2 separate regions of the Mus musculus genome follow, and region 2 is linked to region 1. Evidence: chromatin contacts called from public Hi-C data. All regions are on one chromosome and are shown on one strand. The core of a region is the stretch at or near the end of the contact, and the rest is flanking DNA. Distances in the headings are between cores, read along the strand shown.

What was found. A called contact is a pair of places that touch in the nucleus more often than the background predicts.
Region 2: a contact with region 1 is called in a Hi-C map of uterus, with 7 times the contacts expected there. The contact joins the promoter of Larp1b here to the promoter of Nudt6 in region 1. A contact is called at or near these places in 1 of 39 promoter capture datasets (pre-B cells) and 3 of 484 Hi-C or Micro-C datasets (erythroblasts, muscle stem cells and uterus).

The regions. Positions count from the first base shown.
Region 1 is chr3:37,417,763-37,421,121 of GRCm38.p6, forward strand. It overlaps Nudt6 (nudix (nucleoside diphosphate linked moiety X)-type motif 6), which reads right to left and starts at 1,834. Exons shown (of 5, transcript NM_001291044.1): 1 at 1,580-1,834. The coding sequence starts at 1,808. Spata5 (spermatogenesis associated 5) reads left to right here and starts at 2,188. Exons shown (of 16, transcript NM_001163511.2): 1 at 2,188-2,738. The coding sequence starts at 2,579.
Region 2 is chr3:40,948,859-40,952,217 of GRCm38.p6, forward strand. Larp1b (La ribonucleoprotein domain family, member 1B) reads left to right here and starts at 1,792. Exons shown (of 10, transcript NM_001040399.2): 1 at 1,792-1,826.

The DNA of each region.
Region 1 (3,359 bases), core at 584-3,083:
CTAATGCTAGTTAAGATGTCATGGATTTGCAATTCTAGAAGCAGGGGTATTTCACTGCCAGGGCAAACTCTATGTGATTCCAGGCAAGGTAATTACCTCTGTAATCCTGGAAGCGAGGCAGGGGTGGGTCATGAGTTTGTAGTCAGCTTGAGCTATCTATAACATTTACCTATCTCAAAATCCCTCTGCCAAGGAAGTATTCTATGTAGGGCTAAGTATACTATAATCCTACTATCTGAGTTATGTAAAAGCAGTGGTAAATAGTGACCTTCATATGCAATATGCTTTAACAGCCTTTACTAACTCATTACAGACAACATCTAATCTCCTTAAAGAGACATCGAATCAGGCTTTCTCCTCAGATAAGCTCCTGTTTACAGGAACTGCCAACTAGTTTGGTTTAATTCCATCACAACAGAACTATTGGAAGCTCAAGAACAGTGTGAAGAAAGCAAAGACCAGAGCCAGAGGGAGGTACCCGTTGTCTCTGGGCCTTGGCACCATCATCCTTCAACTGGGCAGAGCATGTACTTCCAGGTTATGGAGATGAGATACATTCCTAGTTGTTAGATTCTTAAAACAATGTCTAATACTTGATAATGACAGTGAAATGTTTTATTAAAGGGGTCTCATTCAGCGTGTCTTTGATCACACTTATCCAGTATTCAGAGCTGGCTAGCATTAGAAGTCTTTTTAGTGGTCATTTGATTAATGAATACCTGGAAAAGTTCGTAACACAATCTTGAACTCGAACCTTGGACTTGTTTCAAGATCCAATACACTTCTGGAGTGGTGCTTAGATTATCATCTCCCACTGGGAAAAACTATCTAAGTATGGCAAATGCCTGTGCCCATCCATATACGTGCACATATCAGAGGATGAACTGATTCGATTCTCCTACTGGTGAAAGTGTTGAAGTCTAAGCACTTATAAGCAGGAGAGATGATGTTAAATAGCCTTGTTTGAAGATTAAACAGCATTAGAGTCGCTAACTTGCCGTGTTTGTTGCTCACAGAATAAAGATCATTTGTGGTTTCCTGGTTATGTGAAAGGATCTTTTCCATTCCATGCTAAATTTCCATGCTATGCCTTCAGTTTGAAAAACAGGCTGTTCTAACAAATCAGACACTTATCCCAAAGTGAGGGGGACTCCTTCACACAAGCATCCTTTCAGATAACTGGGTTCACCGTTCAAAGCCAGTGATGTACCAGTGATGTGTTCCTACTGAAAACTGCAAAGCTCTGTGGGTAGATGCAAGCACTGGCACCCATCCCGGTTAGGAAACCGTTTTGCTTGGCAAAGCATGTGGCAGAATCCAAGTAGCAGCAAAACTAAGGTTGCAAGGTAGCACACAGTGAGGCTGTCAGTGTTTACTAAGAGTTAAAGGCGTGGCCGACACCGTGCTAGGCGCTGCGAATCCCGTGTCAGTCTCAGGGGCAAGCATTCAGGGTTCGGGCCGGGACGTGGCTGAGGGCACTTCCAGGTCACAGCGAGAGGACCGCTGGGTGTCCTTTCAGCTTTCACCTCAGAGCCCACACGCTCCGCCCTGGTTTCCGGGGCCCGAGACCCGCACTTGCCCTGCAAGAGCCTCCGGAAGGCGGCGGCATCCAGCCCGTGCAACGTATGGTGCCGCGACAAGTGCACCGAGACGCCCCCAAATCTGTCCAGCTCGCCTTGTAGCTCGGCCCCGCAGGAGCCCGGGGTCTCCAGGCCGCCCGAGGCTGTGCGCCGCCCCGGCCGGAGCCTGGCTCCGCCCGCGTAAAGCAATGTGGAGAACCAGTAGCGGGTCCTCCTCACCCACCACATGGCTGCACCTAGCCTTTCCGTTCTCCCCTTCCCGCCCCGCCCACATCGCCTGACGTAGCATCTCTTCCCTGTCGCACGCCCCGCCCCTTCCAGCCCTGCCCGGTCTACCACGCCAGACGTAGCCTGGTCTCATCCTGGGCGCACGCCCCGCCCCTTCCCGCCCCGCCCACATCGCCTGACGTAGCCTTGTCTCCTCCAGGGAGCACGCCCCGCCCCTTCCCGCCCCACTCTCGTGACCCCGTGCAACCTCACCTCTTTCCGGCGATCGCCCCGCCCCATCTCGCGGCGAACACTCTCAGGCCTCTTCCGGAGCTCGCTCCGCCCCTTTTCGCTGGGAGGAGGGCCGACCGTAAACTCTCGAAACGTGTCTCCACCCGCTAAGCTTGAGCTGGACTTGCCATTTGGTAGAGCTTAGTGGAGCTGACTGTCCTCGACGGGTCTGGAACAGAGAGGAGAAACTTTCGGATTTTGTTGTTGTTACTTTAAGCCCAACCACATTCGCTTCGGGACTAGGCAAAGCAGCGGAACAGCCGAAGTCCACTTTTCAAGGGTTCATAACGTCAACGGCGGTGCCTACGCCTAGCCCTTCTTTCTTTCCGAAACGGTGTCTTGCGAGACCCTCGCTCTCCGCCTCCGCCTCGTGGGTGGCGCTTCTACGCGGAGCATTACGGCGTGCGCGCCGCGCCGCTGACCTCTGACCCGGAAGTTTGATCCCCGTGCCGCGCACGTTGAGCCGGCTCGGGGCTGCTTTTCTCCGACAGCCTGCGGTCATGTCTTCCAAGAAGAACCGAAAGCGGCAGAAGGAGGGCGCGGAGGGCGCCTCGCCCTCGCTCTCTGCGGCTCCGTCCCGCTCAGGGACCTCGACTCCTTTCGCCCAGCCGAGCCCGGCGGCGCCGGGGATGCTGGTGGTGACCAACTTCCTTGAGAAAGGTGAGGAAAGCGCGGGCAGCCGCGGGGCTGAGGCGCCTGAGGGGAGCGCGGCGTGTGGAGGTGGGCGTGACGCGGGAGCCCGCGGACCGCCAGGCGGCCCGGCCCGAGGCGCCCGCCCGGCCCTCTTTGCAAAAAGTTGAGGATTGCCTTTTTACTTTTTCCTCTTTCATACGTACTTCGGGAGCACTGGCGATGGCGTACGCCACGGGACCTTGACTAGCAACCCTCGAGGTGGCCTTGGCTCCTTGGAGACTCACTGTCCAGTCAGCCCGGCAAAAACGGTTCTTACCTAGTGAGCCTAGCCTGCGCTCAAACGCTAACTTGTGACGATGAACGCGTACTGCCTAACAGCGCTCTGGCTGTAGGGACAACGGCAGCGTTTAGTTACTGCTGTTGACTAGTCGCACCCTGGTGTTAGTCCTAAGTTATCCCGTCACGTGTGCCGCTCCTCTGGTTTTTCACAGAAACTGTGGTCAAAATGAGTACGGAAAGGTCAGGTCCCCATCTCACAGATCAGAAAAGGCTAACGGAGTCGCATATCAGGTACCCAGGCACCAGTGGCTGGCAGAGTCCGTGTTGGAGTACAGGTCTCTTTGATTCCGGAGCTGTTTGTCTGAGATG
Region 2 (3,359 bases), core at 542-3,041, 3.5 Mb after region 1:
ATGGCTTCCAGGGCAACCTGGACTAGAATGGTAGGCTCACGGCCAGCCTCGAGATCGAGGTCAACTTGTGCTACAGGAGACTTAGTTTGATGAAAACATCAAAACCCACTGAAAAAAAATGAAAAATGAAAAAGGTGGCGAAATGTCTAGTGTTCGTTTTACTCAAGAGCACTAAAGAATCATTTCGTTGTCTGTAGGTTAGAATCAGGACCGACAAGTGCACTTCTTGTAATGTCGAGGCTGGGTCTTCACTTGAACTTGGCTCCGGATCAGGAGTGCCTATTGGAGCCCACATCGTTACTGGGAAACTTTTCCTGGGTCCTGAGGACCCGCCCTCGTGAAAAGCCTGAAGCGTTTCACCTTAGCGCAAATGGACTTTCTGGTCCTCCTGGTTCCTGAAGATTGTCCTCCTAGTCCCTGGGTCACAGACGTAAGATGCTCCCCAAGCGTAGCAGGTTCATCCTCGCGATCCGCTAGGGCGGGGCTCTCATCAAACCATGCCCGCCGCATTCGGGAAGACTCCACAGGCCGCGGTCGCCCGCAGCGTTTAGGGAATGCCCGCAAGTGGCCACGTCACTTTCCAGGGTGCCCGCCCCCTAACCTGCCTCGCCCTCTACCCGCCCCGCCCCTCACCCTGACTGGCCCTCGCCCTGGTCCTTGGGCACCTGGCCTACTGAACGCTGATTATCTTGGCTCTTGCCTACATCACGCCCCGCCCACTGGCACGCCTTTCCCCTTGCGCGCCCCGCCTCTTGGACGCCTCCGCCTCCGCACGCCCAGCCCATCGGCCCGCCTCAGCCTATAAACGCCCCGCCTACCTGGCCACCCCGCCCATTGGCCCTCCTCGCCCTCTGTACGCCCCGCCCAGTAGCCTTCCTCGCCCTCTGCACGCCCCGCCCCTGGCTGCCTCGCCCTCTGCATGCCCCGCCCTCAGGGACAGTTACCGGCTCAGGCCGCGCGCGCCTCCGCAGCTCGCCAGAGATCCTTCAGACTGGCTGGAGCGCCGCGTTGTCGCCCGCGCCCGCTGAGGGCTCGCGGCTCGGGCGCGCCCGGCGCGAGTGGCGAGCTCCGGCCGTGCGCTGCGACGAGGCCAGGCGGCGGGCGGTTAGCGCTCCGCTCGGCGGGCGGGGAGGACGGGCACGCCGGGCGCTGCACGCCTCGGCGGGCGGGTTCCGCGTCCCAGGACCGAAGCGGGTCGGTGCCCCCGTGTGGAGAGAGGGGCGGCCGGGCTCCCTGGACCCGGACGGCCCCCGGCTGGGCAGGAGGCTGGGGCCAGGGGCCGGCCATGTCCGCTCGCGCCCCGGTGCCCGCCGCTGCCACCCGGGAGGACCCGCCCGCCGTGGCCGGAGACCGGGACGCGCTGTTGGCAGCGACGAGCCGGCGGGCGGAGCAGCCGGCGCCCGGCGAGCGGGAGGGCAAGGAGGCGAGGGAGGAGCGGGCCGCGGCCGCCACCAGCGCGGGTGCGCGGGGAGAGCCGTCGCCGGCGCTCGTGCTGGGACACAGCGTGCCGCAAGCGGCCGTGCCCGTGAGGCCGCTGGCGCTGCACCTGGCGCACAAGGCGCGTGCGCCCGGGGGTCCCTTCGGCGGGGAGGCTCCGCCGCTGCCGCCGCCGCCTCCGCCGCCGCCACCACCACCGCCGCCGCTGCCGCCGCCAGCACCGCGGGACCCACCGGAGGACGCCCGCGAGGACCCAGCGGCAGCCGGCCCGGAGGACAAGCCGCCGCCGCCGCCGCCAAAGGGGAACCCGTGGACCAAGAAGCTGCCGCAGCACCTGTCCACCGTGGGCACCGGCGTGCCGTCGCCCGCTCAGGACTCCCCGGAGGCCGGTGAGTGCGGTCCGCGGGAGGTGTTTGGTTCCTAGGTGTCATTCACCGTGCCGATTTACATAAATGGACATCTAGGAGAGGGAGCGACAGGAAGAGGTGGGACCTCAGGTTCTCCTTGACGGGTAGGGGCACGACGTGGGTGACTGGGCAGCGGGGCTGTGCTGGGCTCGTGCCTTCACGTGTCGGCGTCCTAGACGCGGTGAATACCGTGGAAAAGTTTCCGGGAACTTGACACAGAGTAGAGGCGAGTCGGGACGAGCGGATTTGTAAGTGGAAGTCCGATTGGGCTGGCTCCTGAAGTGAGGTGGTGAAACGAAAGTCTCGAAAAGCTGCTAGGTAGATGTGGCTGTGAAGGCAGCTGGTATTAGGTGTTTTTGCGGTTGTGTGGTTGTGTTTCAGAATGCCTGACACAGGACAGTTGATTCAGAGTCCGGATCGCACAGCTGGTCCCACGGTAGCCTGCGCGTTAGCAATTGGGTTGTGCCTTTGCGTTCGAATGCTGACCCATGCAATATGGCCCTTGGGGCTTTATTTGGGTTGCAGCAACTGCAGTTAGAAAGTAAAATGAAGACTGGCTTGTATTTGGTGGCGTATGCCGATTGATGTAGAGGATTAGGCGTTCGAAGAGAAGTCAAAAAGAAAAAAGTTAGAATGGAAATGCTGAGTAAAACTCTCCTTTTTCTTTTTTTTTCTTTTTTTAATAAAACTGCACTAAAATAACTGAACTTTTCTGTGGGAATTGCGGCTGTTTTGTTGGCAAGTTTTCGCTGGTCTGGGGAGAGTTGGTGGAACAGCCGAAGTTTGAGCATGTTTATGGGGTTGTGAGGGTCAAATGCGGTGAAGGGATCCTGTACAATTGTGATTGTTTTATCTCTCCTGTAGGGGGAGATAAATGTTGAACCAATTTAGTTTCTTAGGTTTTGCACGCAGAACCAATTTAGTTTCTTAGGTTTTGCACGCAGAAATGCTCACTAACTTATTTGCTTTTGTTATTTTGCTTGCTTTTTGAAACACTATCTACTTGTGTAGCCCAGGGGGTTGTGGAATTCTTGATCCTCACGTCACTGTCTTCTTCAAGATACTGGGATTATAGACATTCTGCTCTCCTTATTAATTCTTACTAAATTTTGACACCTTAAGGAAAAACAAAACAAAAGCACTGAGTTTTGCTCTCCATCTTGTATTAGTACAATTCTGGCCTGCTGAAAAGAGCAGTTTACTACCATTGCTAAATAAGTGAAGAGAACATGGTATATCAAGTCTTCTTAAAATTTCGTAGAGAAACCTGTTGATCACTCTGTTACCCCTCCATATCTAGATTTACACAGAGTACTAGGCATTATAATATTTATTGAACTATGAAATATTAATCGAGTTTTTTGTGTGTTTGTTTTTGTTTTGTTTGTTTGTTTGTTTTGTTTGCTTTTCGGTTTTTGGAGACAGGGTTTCTCTTTACAGCCTTGGCTGTCCTGGAACTCACTTTGTAGACCAGGCTGTCCTCGAACTCAGAAATCCACCTGCCTCTGCCTCCCG